2 separate regions of the Rattus norvegicus genome follow, and region 1 is linked to region 2. Evidence: chromatin contacts called from public Hi-C data. All regions are on one chromosome and are shown on one strand. The core of a region is the stretch at or near the end of the contact, and the rest is flanking DNA. Distances in the headings are between cores, read along the strand shown. Region 1 has its middle 17 kb from the start of Zfp36l1. Region 2 overlaps Rad51b (RAD51 paralog B).

What was found. Hi-C and Micro-C count contacts between places; a contact is called where the count stands out from the background.
Region 1: a contact with region 2 is called in a Hi-C map of liver, with 2.7 times the contacts expected there. The contact joins two enhancer-like sites. A contact is called at or near these places in 3 of 12 Hi-C or Micro-C datasets (liver and mammary epithelial cells).

The regions. Positions count from the first base shown.
Region 1 is chr6:104,682,409-104,689,755 of GRCr8, forward strand. No RefSeq gene overlaps it. Among named protein-coding and RNA genes, the nearest start is that of Zfp36l1, 17 kb to the left of the region's middle. Within about 2 kb of position 5,408, at least 67 of the 93 cell types and tissues checked have an H3K27ac peak or open chromatin away from gene starts, as enhancers often do. A contact at or near this core is called in liver, where this site is marked.
Region 2 is chr6:104,355,784-104,362,800 of GRCr8, forward strand. The region is part of intron 9 of Rad51b (RAD51 paralog B); the gene reads left to right. The region is part of intron 1 of LOC134479406 (a long non-coding RNA gene); the gene reads right to left. Among named protein-coding and RNA genes, the nearest start is that of Atp5pdl1, 71 kb to the right of the region's middle. Within about 2 kb of position 2,943, at least 3 of the 93 cell types and tissues checked have an H3K27ac peak or open chromatin away from gene starts, as enhancers often do. A contact at or near this core is called in liver, where this site is marked.

The DNA.
Region 1 (7,347 bases), core at 4,158-6,657, 330 kb after region 2:
TCCTGGGCAGGCAAGGGACCTACCTGCCCTCCCCTAGTCTCCTCTGTGAATGACAGTAACCACGACACTGGTCTCTCGGGGCTGCTGGAAGGACAGATGAGCAAAGCACTTGGCATGCCGTGGACAGGCATGACACCCGCAGCCCCCAAGCAAGCCATTCAACTTTTGTTGTGTGCTGAGCAGCCCGCAACTGACAAGGCCAAGAAGGAGGCTGGAAGACCCACCAAGGCGGACTCCATGGAGCCACTGGAGCAAAGTCAAGTATCCCTAGCAAGAGAGACAAGCGGGTCCCCAAGGAGGCTCGGACAGCTGGTCAGTAGAACACTCGGTGGGAAAGCCAAGGACAACGGCCCAAAGCTGAGTGTCTGAATAGATGGGGGATACAGAGCTGTACTCTCATCTCCCGTCATTACCTCAACGGGGCTGCCACACCTTTGTGTGCATTTATGCTCACGTGAAACTCTGCACCAGAATAATCCCAGGGCCTGTCGGAGTAGAGAAATGTGGCTGGAGTGGACTTAGAGTGACCAGTATCTCTAGAAACCTACTAACCGGGTATTTCTGCATAGATGCAAAAACTGGTCCTTCTGTGGGGTGACATTATGAATAAAATGTTCAAATACTTTTTTATTATTAATTATTGCATTATTTGGGGGGGTGTATCTACTGCAGCACTCATATGGAGGTCAGAGGCCAACTAGTATGGGTCAGTTCTTTCCTTCCAATCTGTGTCCTAAAGATCAAACTCAGGCCAGCAGGCTGGACGGCAAGTGGCTTTGCCCACTGAGCCATCTCTACGCTCCACACTAATACTCTACTTAGGGCAGATGTTATTTTTTTTTTATGTGAAATAGGATCTAATATATAAGATTTCTTTCAAATTTAAGAGTGGGGCTCAGAATGTGGCTCAGTGGTATAGTGTATGCTTAGCATGTGTAAGGCCTTCCCAACTTCTCCCCCCCCCCACCCCGCCCTTAGTTTTTCAAGACAGTGTTTCCCTGTGTAGCCCTGCCATTTCAAAGCAAATCAAATACCAAAACAATAGTACGGGGAGGAGGTGGCTGGGGCTGTAAATGGACACGCTTGGCTCTGAGCTGGTAATGCTGAAACTGGATAATGGGTCCATGGTTTTGTTTGTTTGTTTAACATTCCACTGTGTATGTTTAAAATTGTCCCAAATCATAAAGCTGAAATTATTTTTAACTCAATGATTGTCTTATTGGATCTTGCAACACACTGCTTCCTATACACGCACTATCTCCAACTACTGATGCGGTCACAGAAAGATCTGTCAGGACAGCCCTACCCAGGGTCAGAGAGGTTCCTTAAACCCTTCCCTTTTCTTATGTGAGGACCAAGGATGGGATCCCTTCTCCCATGGCCACTGGGCCATTGAAGGTTGGGAACCACATTTAATTTTTTTTTAAGTTCCATAAAATTATTTTTCAATTGGTTTAATGCATTTTAAGACATAATGAACTTTTTAAACCTCTTTAGCAAGGCAAACTATTAAGCCTTTTCTTTCAGGAAAATGGGGAGGATCACACACACTCCACCTCAGAGGGTGTGAGGGTAAACAGGTTAGTATATTGTGGTACCTGTCACTAGTGAGCATCACCAAATGCCATGGCTGGAGGATTGTCTTCTGCAGGCGGCAGCCTTAGCCTCTGAAACTCTTAGCAGAGGAACCCCTGCCCTTGGCACTATAAGTTCTAGATGCTACCACCTTGGTTTTTATTTTCAGTATGTTTGCTGCCAAAGCAAGCACTTGTTTTTGTTTTCCAGACAGGGACTGTATCTCACTTTTGTAGCTCAGAGTGGCCACAGACTTACAGTGATCTTTCCTTCCTTCCTTCCTTCCTTCCTTCCTTCCTTCCTTCCTTCCTTCCTTCCTTCTTTCCTCGGTGTTAGGATTACAGGTATTGATTGGCCATGAGGCTCCACTATCCAAGACTTTTCTTGACTAAATAGAAAGTCATGCTAACTATTCTGAACATCTTAGGGCCTGGCATCCTGCCAGGCATTGAGGAAGCCATGGTTACTACCCTCCCCGGATGCCTAGAATATACCCTCTGGCCCAGAACATGTCACTTTGGAGGATGAGTTTTCGTTTTCTTTCTCTTTCTCTCTCTCTCTCTCTCTCTCTCTCTCTCTCTCTCTCTCTCTCTCTCTCTCATGATGTAGGCCACTGGAGATGAACCCATTCCTAAAGACTGGGTTGGTTTTGGCAAGTACTGAAAGGGCTGTTCACCCTGGTTGGCAAACAAGCCATGAAGCCCTCCACACAGCAGGGGGCAGTACAACACATCTTCAAGGACTGGAGGGGTCTCCCAAAGGACCTGACCAGAGCTATGCTTCCATGGTCAGTAGCCATGGTTTGGGGCCTCAGGTGAGGGACCTGCAAGTGAACAGGTGAAAGGACAAAAGAAAAGGTACTACAGACATAGCAGCCATGTCTGAGTCCCTACTCCCAAGGCCTGAGCCAACCAAATGCAGGCATGAAGAACTCAAAGCCTGCTTTAGATCCCAGTCTTTCCTTAGAACCACTGTCTGAAGAACCAAGAGGAGGCAGATGGAAGGGCTACAACAGCTCCAGCTGCTCTGTCTCCTTCCTGGGGTGGGCAGGAAGCGGGCAGAGCTCACGACGAAGCAAGAACAATCTCAGAAAGCCCTTGGGTCTTAAGACCTATACAATGCATTAGTGAAATTATCCCAAAGTGTCTAACCTTCTGCCTCCAAGGAAGATAGCAATCTCTGAGAGACCTTGGGAGCAAGGGCTGAGGCACCAGACTTGGGAGCCAAAAAGTTTGACTTCAAACCCTGGGCAAGGCACTTAACACGCTTTTCCTGTAAAATGAGCCTAACCTTTGCTCTATATAAAGCTGTTGCTTGGAACAGTAGAAGCCAACAGGCTTAGCAAGAGTCCCCAACCCAATGGGGACACACTACTACTGACTGCATGGAGGGGGTTCGGCGAGAAAGGAACATACAGTACACCTTGGCAGAAGAAAGACATGCACAGAACACTGCTTCCAACTCAGACCCAGAACCCCAAAGACTTATGCCTATATCCCTCAGATTGCAGCTCCCAGAAGCCACCAGGCCACAAAGGCTGCATGAATCTGCAATGACAGTGGACTTAACCTGCTTTTTCCATGGAGGGGTCAAAAGGAAAGGGGGCATTGTGGGTTTTCTGCTGGGACAACCTAAGCTAGGCTAACTGAGCACATTCTCACATGAACATACATGAAGACAGTCACCCTGAGGCCATGTCAACTCTGAAGGTTGTGAGGCTGGCCTCTTTAGTCAGAGCAGACTTAGGCTTCTCCTAGGCAGGGAGGAAAGAGTTAAGCCTGCTCTAGGCTGGGAAGGAGGGTTCAGCAGTTATAAACAGTGAGCCTAGGGAGGGAGGGAGGGAGGGAGCTAACACAGGATGTGGCCAGGGCTTGAGCTGTCTGATTATTAACTTCACTTTTATTTGGAGGGGGATTCATTCTCTGTTTCACTTCCCATCAAGGAAGTGAAAGCCCAGGTCTCAGAGGGCCTGGTTTCCAATTGTTTTGTCACAGCTCATTTATTTTCCCCCTTAAATAAATAAACAAAACCACCTCTTTGTCCCCCCCCCCCAATGAGCATTCAGCAGATCATCTGTGGCCGAGGCATGAAAGGGGTTTTCAGGAGTCCTCCACCACGGGAGAACTTTGGGTTTCATCTTTTAAAAGGGAAAAAGAAAGGGTCCCTCCGTTGGCATCAGCCTTCTCCGAGCTGCAACGAGCACTCCTTTCCTGCCTGCTCCTGCGACCTCAGCCCACACCTCAAGTCCTGCCGAGCATTTAGACCAGTGGTCCTCAACCTTTCTGACGCTGAGACTCTTTAATACAGTTCCTCATGCTGTGGTGACCCCCCCCCACACACACACATAAAATGATCTTCGTTGCTACTTCATAATCGTAATTTTCCCACTGTTGTGAATCACAGTGCAAATATCGGTGTTTTCCAATGGTCCTTTGATTCCCAGAGGGGTCTCGACCCACAGGTTGAGAACCATCAGCGTGGTCAGTCTTCAGTTGGTCCTGAGCCTGCCTGCCTGGTTGTCCTCCCATTGCTCACAGCCCGGGCCATACAGAACCGCACAGAGAGGCTCTGAGGGGTCATCTTCTCAGTCTGGTTCACACCTACGGTTTTGGTTCCTACCGCACCCTGACAGTCCTACTCAGAATAACTTTCAGTAAACACACAAAAGGGTTCCATTGCAGGGCTTAAGAAAACACCACCACTATACATACCCCTGTGCTAAAGTTCAAAACACCTGTGAACCTTGCCTAACTCCTAGCCCAAATCCAGATTAAAACCTATTCAATCATGGTAATCCTCTTGCAAGGAGTGACCTACCTACCCAGTAAGAAGACCAACTTCTTGATGGGCCTGACACTCATGGGTCCTCGAGATTCAGAAGGGGAGGGCGCAGCCACAAAGACTGAGAGTAGCCGAATCCCGCTGATGATGGCATGTAGGTGGGCTAGCCAGGAAGAGGCAACTTCACCGGAAACAGAGGAGGAAATTAAAGAAGGCTTCCTAATGGGGGCTGACAGAAGAGAGAATATTCTAAAATCTACAAATGATAGAACAACATGTAAGCTAGGCAGAGAGGAGGAACGGTGGGGTCTTCTGTTCCTTGGATGACATCAGAATGATTGAGAAACTGGAAATGAGCTGATCACCTATAACACTGGAGCAGTTAGTCCTTGACCCTGGGTTGGTACGACCCGAGGGCATCCACTGGAATATCACCTTGTCTCGGACCCTGACACTGGGCTGCCAGGCAACCGCCTGGTGATCACTCTGACCTACTTCAACCACCCATGACTTTAAGCTCTTTGAATATAGGGCAAAAAGAACTAGGAGGCGACTGGGACAAATCCAATCACTGACCGAAGCGCTGGCCCTGCCTGCTAATGGCTAACTGATAGCATTCCCAAACGTCCCAGGGAACGTGCCAAGACCTCCGGTTTTCTTCCCGTTCTTAGAAATTCCTTCCCATGCCCATGGCATTTCGGTTTCCAAACCTAGGTCTACTGCGGGGCTCGGTGGCCGGACCCTTGGCCGCGCCTAGAGCGGCCAGGAGCGGGTTAAGGGCGCCAAGATGGCCGGCTTGTTTTGCTCGCCGAGGCATCACGCGGAGGCTGCCCTTTGCCTCCGGGGCCGCGGTCAAGGTTCCGCCGCCCTCTCTGGCACACTGCCCCGGCCGGCCCGAGCAAGCCTCCTCCCCTGAGCCCCGGCGCCTCGCGAACCTTCCAGACCCGGACGCAGCAGAGCGGCAGAGTGGCAGTGTGGCTTGCCCGGAGCTTCAGGGCCGCTGCTGGCCCTTCCGCATCTCGGAGCGTCTGCGGCCGGGTCCGCGGATGGCGAGCCGGCTGCGGTCGGCCAGCCGGTCTTCCCCAGCCGGCCTCCCGGGGCCTTTCCCGCCGCACCGCCAGCCCAGGAGGCGCGATGGGCGTGGCAACACTGCCCTCCACTGGCCAGTGTGCCAAACAGCACATGCGGGACCACCAAAACTGCCCTGATCACCTGACACTGAGACTCAGCTTTCTAGAGAGTTCTCGAACCACGAGAGTGCACCACACTTCCCTAGGCATCCAACACTTCTGTTAGCCCGGCCCTGATTCAGAGTTTGCATTTTACGGAGTTCCAGGGTGGATACTGCTGTTGCCTGCTGGTCCTGAACCCACCAGCTTGGTTCTCTTACTTAGATGAGGGCTCGACCATCCACTCCAGTATACAAAATACCGTGCAGACAGCACAGAGGACCCTGACAAAGCTCTCCCCTATATGACACTGAGCAGAGTAATCTCACAAATCTATGGCGGCACTTGAGAAAGTTTTCAATTTTAAGCGCATAGATGTCTGCCTATGTACTTCTGTGTACCATGTGCGGGCAACACACTCTAAGGCCAGAAGAGGACTTCAGATCCCCTGAACTAGAATTACAGACGTTTGTAAGCTGTCATGTGAGTGCTGGGAATTGAACCTGGATCTTCTAAGAGTAGCCAGTGACCTTAACTGCTGAGTCATCTCTCTAGCCCCCTGAAAAAGTTTTGATACATTTATACATACGTGTGTGTGTGTGTGTGTGTGTGTGTGTGTGTGTGTGTGTGTTCACAGGTGTGCTTACATTAAATAAGGACAGTTTTCAAGACTGGTTTCCCTCCTTCCAACGTATAGATTTTGGGGACCAAACTCAGGTCATTGGGCCTGTGAATCACCTTTCCTAGCCCCAATTTGAAAAAGTTTTCAAATTTTTCTGAAGGAACACATTAAGGCACTGAGAGAAGACATAAATAGGGAACTACAGTCCCCAATTTATCATAATTTCACTGTAAGTTGGAACCTAAATAATATACATTCAGTAGGAGCCACGGTTGAATTTTTAACTCTGGGTTTTCCCCCTGGACTAGCAGTAAACACAATATTCTTTTGCAGAAAGTTCCCACAGTCGTGAGTGGAAAACAGACTGTGGTCTGTAGTGTACTGCACTGCACAGGGGTGATGTTTGATAAGTTAAGGAAGCAGGCACACTTTCCACACTACCTGGCATTTTCGGTTTATGATAGGATTGTTGGGACATGGCTTCCCTGCAAATCTAGGAGCATCTGGGAGGTATGGAAGTTGCCTTCTGGTGGAAAGTCTAAATCGGGTCTAGAAGAAGGGAGCAGGAAGGTCCTGGGGAGAACCCAAGACAGTGCTTGTGGCAAGCAAGCAGATGGGACAGAGCACTGCCACCCATTCAAAGGTTGAAGGGCAAAACTGCGGAAACAAGAAGAGAGACCAATGGGCAAGATCCCATCTGGTACCCAGGACCTCCCTCTTCAGAAGAGACCCTGGGAACTGAGATCTCACACCAAGAATGATACCTAACTTCCCTTTAGGACTCCCAGCCAAGTACTTGTGGACTTTTCACTAACTGAGTCAGGTTTGTCTAGGCCCTTCCTTGAGGCCTGAGGGAGAATCACATTTGACATAAGCGGATGTGTTGGGCAGTGGTAAGAAGATAGGGTGTCATCGTCCCATCCGTGTAGTCCACATTTTGTCTGGGGCCCATTTCTCCAGGGAACATTGTTAAGCACCTGCTGTATACTTGGTACTGGTGTCACAATCCCGACGTGTGGGGAGGGCCTCAAAGGACAAGCTCATGCTGGCTCTGCCCTGCTGCTCCAAGCACTTTGGGGAACAGATAGGGGGACGCCAAATCTCCTCCTGAGTCTCGGTTCCCACCCCTCTTACTTATTCCCCTCCCTAATGACCCCAGGGTTGGCCAGGTTGGCACACCGCAACCACAAATGCTGTTGT
Region 2 (7,017 bases), core at 1,693-4,192:
CCATGAGGTTTTTCACCTCTTGGATTACTCAATGCCAAGCCAAGCAGCTTTCTTCCTGGGCTTCCAAGCATTTGAGGGAATCTTTTTCTAAGTCTTCAACAAGGAGGCAAAAGCCTGGCATGTAAGATTGTCACAGTCACTTGGCAGAGCTAGAGGAAAGATGTGTTTCATTTAGCAATGGGTTTTGTTAGCCCAGACTACAGATGAAATGAGATAATAGAATCCTCATTGAAAGACATTTCAGAGTCCACAGGTTTCTCCCGAGCTCCCTAGTAGGATCGTGCATACAGATGAAAGGCTCAGACGTGTCCTGCAAGCACATCCCGGCTCTAGTCATCAACAACCACAGAATCTTGCTGATCAACGGAAAGACTGAGAAAGAATTGAAAAGCGAGGACAGGAAAACGTGGGTGGGTGTGCAAGGTGTCACTTCTGAGCTGTCTCTCAGCTGTTTCTTGGCCACTGTTTCCTCAGCTGAGAGCAGAAAGCCAAGCACCTGCTCCTCAGGGAAGAAAAGGTTTTCTGCACACTTTGACTCTGCCAAGCCCTTTACCCGGCCCTCACCCTCAACCACTGTGAGCTCTAGGATGTGGGCGGGAAGAGGAAGAAGAGAAATGAGGAAGGTGCTCATCACCAGGGTTAAAAGGAGCCTTCCGGGCATGGGCTTGTGGAAGAGAAAGTGGGAGAGCTGGTGCCAGGCTGCCTCCCCACATGGCTGCCTATTCAAACTTGCTTTCCTAGGCCACAAAGACAAAACTCACTGTTTCCTGAGCCTGGGCTGTATTGCAGGAACTAACAGAGCCTGCCAGGACCAAATCTTTCCAAAAGCACCCTCCAGAATAGCCTTTACTCAACACCCCAAGATCCCCCTCCCCATTGTCTGCCCTGGCCAACCATGGAAGAGGACCAGGCTGGGCTGCTCCAGACAATAGAATGATAGAATACCTGTATCATAACAGCAGGGCACAGGCACTATTCCTGGAAGGCGTCCTCATCCTGGAGAAGGACTCCTGTGCCCAGCACTTTCTGTTCTATGACTCCTTTTCCACTTTTAAGCCTTATAGAAGTAGGATCAGGGCAGGAAAAACACATGATGCTATAGCAAGCTGGAACCAATGGCTTGACTTTGGGTCCTGACCAAGCTAAGTCTCTTGTCAGAGCTTGGGAGGTAGCCTGCTCTTTTCTATGGCATTTTCTAAGTCCCCTAACTGGGAGAGAAACTACAGATAAATTTTAAAAATAGATACAAATCAGTGGAGCTCTGGTGGGTCGCCACTTTATACATTTATTCATTCCACCTTTTGCTCCAGAGAGGAACTTGTTTTCTATCAAGAGCATTCTAAAAGGCGTGGGAGCCAAAAGCAGCTGTTGGCGATGATGGCTGCCACCAAATACAGTAGATTCCTTGCCTATATTCATGCTATCGTACAGCAATGAGGACTGGAGAGATGGCAATAGCTGTTCTTCCAGAGGAACCAAGTTTAGTTCCCATCACCCACACAGAAGCTTATAACTCCAGTACCAAGGAACCCAACACCCTCTTCTGGGCTGTGCAAGTGCCAAGCACATCACACGACACAGACATACAAGCAGGCAAGATACCCATACACATAAAATAAAATAATATTGTGTGTGTGTGTGTGTGTGTGTGTGTGTGTGTGTGTGTGTGTGTGTTAAAGAACAGTAATAAAACCGATTTCATTCTCAGAGAGCTGCAGAGACAGCGTGATGGGTTAGGGAGAGATGGCCCTAGGCTGGGGAGAGAATACTAGTTTCTGGAAGAGACAGCATTTGCACCCAGGCTGAAAGGCTTGGGCATTCAGAGATGAAAGGCAGTGCCAGTGTGGAAGCCACAAACCGTGAGGTCACTGCACAGATGCCCTAGCCAGCCCCCCACCCTTTACCCCCGCCTTGAATCATGCAATAACCTTACTGTGGGGTGTATTTGCTATCTTGTCTTTTCCTTGGCTGGTTTTTTCACCCCCAAGAGAAGTGGACTGATCTACATCTGTCCAATTGGGGCTTACCATTCGGTATTACAAATGGAGACTTTGGAACCCTCAGAGGCAGAGCCCACTTCTTTTTTTCCCCACAAAGGACTCAGGGTTTTCCTAGTCCCCAGGCCTCCTTGCAGGCCTATGTGCTGGAAAAGATACAGGGACTCTGGATGACCGCCCACATGTACACACTAGAACACTCCAACCATGAGAGGCCACTGAACATCTGAAGCAGAAGAGCCCAAGTCACCAGCTGTGAGGCCGTTTGCTTCCAAGGGTGGTTTACCCTGGGGAGTGGCTCAGTGGGTAAAGTACTTGCTATAGAAACGTGGCTACCTGAGTTCAGGTCCCAAGTAGCCATGTAGAAAACCAGGCATGGCAGTATGTGCCTGTAACTCTAGTTCTGAGGCAGGGTGCAGAGATAGGAGGATGCTGGAGGCCTGATGACCAGCCAGTAGAGCCATAATAGTGAGCGCCAGGTTTAATTGGAAAACCTGTCTCGAAAAATATGGTTGAGAGCAATACTGAAATACATTCAAAGTCTATCTCGGGCCCCACACTCCCCCTATATGCTACACATACACACACGTATATGCAGGAGCTAGCTTTTAGTTTGAATGGCAAAGGGGTGCAAAGGTATAGGCTACTGGGTCATGTTTCAGGAGAGAAGAGTCTTTGCGTATTTACAAAGACATGCAGCATTTGTCACTCTTTTCATTGACAGCTATGGGGCTTTTATATCCCCCAACTAGTTTTGTGAGACACACCTATGAAAACTCAGAAGCAGTGTGGACTTCCCCTCAACGTCCAGCCTTTGGGACTGCATCGAAGTGTTTGTGATCTGAAGTGCTTTGGACTTTCAACCACCTCTGTTTGCTCTCCTTTAGGTGTCCTCCTGTTTGTCAGTTTGGAGTTTGGATTTTGTCCCCTATCCAAACATGCTGCATTCATTAAGTGCGGTTTGCTGACACAACCCCCGCTCCCTGCAGAGGCTGAACTTACAACCTGAGCCCGCACTAGGTTTTTGAGCCACATCTCAGAGCTGATTCATTTGACTAACATTCCTAGTCTATTTTCTGAATGCCAAATCTCATTTCTCCTAACATGTCACCAATAACGGATACTCTGTTCCCAAAGAGACGGCCTTACATTTATTTCAATGAAATTGTACTCTCCAAGATATGCGATTTTCTGGTTACCTCTTAATATATAAACCTTTGACCTTCCGCTAAAATAAACATAAGATTTGTCTCAACGTTTTAGCCAAATTGAGATTCATTTGATTATCACAGTTGCCTGGTTAATGTACAAACTCCCCTTTGTCATCTTCTTCTTTTTCTTCTTCTTCTTCGTCTGTTTTAAAGCCTTATTTACTCATTGTATATGTATATATATGAGTACACTGTAGCTGTCTTCAGACACACCAGAAGAGGGCATCAGATCCCATCATAGATGGTTGTAAGCCACCATGTGGTTGCTGGGAACTTGACTCAGGACCTCTGGAAGAGCAGTCAGTGATCTTAACCACTGAGCCATCTCTCCAGCCCCTATGTTTCTCTTCTGTTACCTCCTCAAATCAACTTCCCTTGGGTGTGTTAGTCACATAATCCTCAGCCCTTTTCAGTGACCTCCACCCCTCTATTTAAAACCAAGCACTTCCCTAATCAACCACAATATCTGTTCTATGCTCTTTTCTTTTTTTTTTTTTTTTTGGTACTTTTTTTCGGAGCTGGGGACCGAACCCAGGGCCTTGCGCTTCCTAGGTAAGCGCTCTACCACTGAGCTAAATCCCCAGCCCCTCTATGCTCTTTTCTGCTCCCCTTCATAGACACACAACTGCCTAGCACACCACAGCCATTCAGCATTACCTTTTGCCTCCTTTAGAATGTAAGGTGTGTTGAGACAGAGTGGTTTTTGGTCACTTTCTTCCCTATTGGGCTCCATGTTTGTTTTAGGGTATGGGTACAGCAACATCTTCACTTGCCTCCGTAAAAATGCTGAATGTGACAAGGCCAAGGTTAGATTCGGGGGCACCTGCTCAAGGTTGCTGCCCCTCATAGGTTGCTAAGGACCGTTTGATCACTCGCAAACCCACTTAATGCTACCAGCATCCAGCCTTACTCGTCCTCACTTTATCCAGTAGGATACCAAGAAGGTTGATCACATTTTTTGCTACAATTAAATACCTCATGTTGGAGATACCCCTCTCACCTATCAGTCTGAAAGGCAATGGGCTCCACCTGACATGGTTATCTCACTGCCTCTCACTAACTGCACACATCTTAATCCGTGACCTCTCCAAACCCTGTGACTATTTTCAAGAAGTCCTTCTGGATACAACGTCCCTTAGCTGAGGCTCAGAACCTTATTGTGGGGTGCACCCGGCATCAGGAGACAGCTTAGATTCAAAGGCACTGCTCCATCAAGTATTAGAATATTATATTTTATCTAATTCTCAACTTCTGTAGTCTATAAAAATAATAATATAACACTCAGAATGTGATACCTTATGCATTGATATTTGATCATATTCTTTGGCCTTTGCTTCTTGTTGCTACACACAGACAATAAAGATCCTAGATTTGCTGGGTGTGATAGCAAACATCTTTAACCCCAACACCCGGGAGGCAGAGGCAGGCAGATCTCTGAGTTTGAGATCAGCCTGGTCTCCAGAACGAGTTCTAGGACAACCAGGACTACACTGAGAAATCCTGCCTCAAGAAACCAAGCCACACAAACAAATAAAAGATGATCCTAGATTTGGGGTTTTATTTGTTTTCTTTTCTTTGGATATAGGTCCATTTTGGTGTCATCCCAGATTTACCCCAGCAGCTCCTGACTGGCCCCAGGCCTCTCATCTCCTGCCTTCCCATTCCAGACTTTTCAGAGTCAGGCCTCTCATGCATGATTAGTGGAAGCCTGTGAGAAGCACATCTAGACTTCTCAGGCTCCTCTCAAAATCTACCAAATAGGAATCTACATGTTCCTGGGCCTGCAAGTGATTATATTACAGTTTGGAACACACACCCACTGAAAGAACATCCTTAAAATTCACATGAGCCATCCCCGAACTATGCCCATCAGGAAATGAACCGCCTCAACTTTCAGATTCTCGAGATGCCTTTGACGTTGGCTCTTAGCTCGATGAGCTAGTGCATCAAGTAACTTTAGAGCAGCTATAAAAATGATCAAGATTCAATTAAAGACTAAAGCGAAGTGTATTGTTTCTTGGTGGAAAAAGGGTGTTTGGGAAGCATGCGTGATGGGCTGAGTCCCCCTTACTTATTTTCCACTTGAAACACAGAGGCTGAGACAGGTAGTTCTGTCCTAAGAGGTCGGGTGACCTGGCGGTAGGCACTGATGCTCTCCCAGACCACCTTTCTCATGCATGGCTTCAGCAGCAGCAGCAGCAGTGTCTGTGTGGTTGGAACATGTTCCTGCTCTTGGGAAGGAGGACAGGAAGAGACCTGGGCATTCAGCTTCTTATGAAAACATGAGTTGAAGCTTTACCTGTCATTTCTATTTGTGTTCAGTGCATCAAAGCTTGCACACATGGCCACATTTAGTTGCAAAAAAAAAAAAAGGGCAAAGAAATGTAGACAACTGCAAGTTGTTTACTAGAAAGAAAAAGGGGAATAACCAAATGAGAGAAGCCAGTGGGACCTGCCCAGGTGCCTAACTAAAGGTTGAGATCCAAACCCTGTCACAAAAACTTGTGATCTTTTTATGTAATTGATTCTCAATTCATCTGTAGATGCTAAATTGAGATATATGTGTGTAAGCTTTTTTATGGTTTGGGATCTTTTAATTCCTTTGACTACCAAGGTGATTCTGCGACAAACTGTCACTTATTGCAGACATTTTTACTTATGAAACAGGATATGTTTCATATCAGTTTAGTAGAAATATTATAATAAAATAATCCACCAATTATTTTCTAGGCTTTTTAATGAAACTATTTTTTTACATTTGCGTGTGTGTGTGTGTGTGTGTGTGTGTGTGTGTGTGTGTCTGTGTCTGTGTCTGTGTCTGTGTCTGTGTCTGTGTCTGTGTGCACGTACATGCTGGAACATTCATGTAGAGGGCAGAGGTAACTTATAAAAGTTTCTTTCCTTTCCACTTACAATCTGGGTCTTGAGGATCAAACTCAGGTCATCAAAGTCTAGAATTTTTATTTTATTCCAAATAGATACAGGCTTATTATTTTGTGTTTCAGATTATCTATTCACATACCCATTGATAAGCACTTGATATAGATCCTTCTAGATACATACGCTCTTCTCACACACACATATACATATGTATATATGCATGCATATATACTCTGAAAAATTATCCTACATAAATCATTTTTACTGAACACACCTTCTTTAGAGGAGACATTTGTCTTAGGAGAATGTCGTTGTTCCAAACCCTTCAAACATTTCGTTTTTGCTGGCACGTGTGTCACCTGTGTGTAAGAATGCTTCACAACAACACCATCAAACACTCAGAGGCACACAGCAATATTGGCCTCTCACCCATGTGGGTCTCCTGCAGCTGGACCTGAGTGGCTAGTTCTGTCCCAGGCACCTCTGACTCCCCTGACTAGCTTGAATCTGTTTTCCTCTGGCTGTGACAGGAGTGTAAGAGAACAGATGGAAATACTCGAGGCCTAGGCTGGGAACTGGCCTAAGCCAAAAGAAACCACGTAGACAAACCCATAGTCAAAAGCCAACAAAAGTGCACCATGCCTTCAGCTAGAGAAAATCCCATCACTCACGTGATAAAAGGCAGAAATACACTCGGTAAGGAGTGAGGCCAGGGAAAAAGCTTACTGTTGTTTCCCCCAGAGATTTATTTTGAGCATTTTTCAAATAGTAATTATTTTAAGGGTAGCTTTGATTTTTTTTTTTTTGGTTCTTCCCCCCCCACCCCCCCCCCCCCCGGAGCTGGGGACTGAACCCAGGGCCTTGCGCTTCCTAGGCAAGCGCTCTACCACTGAGCTAAATCCCCAACCCCGATTTTTTTTTTTTTGATA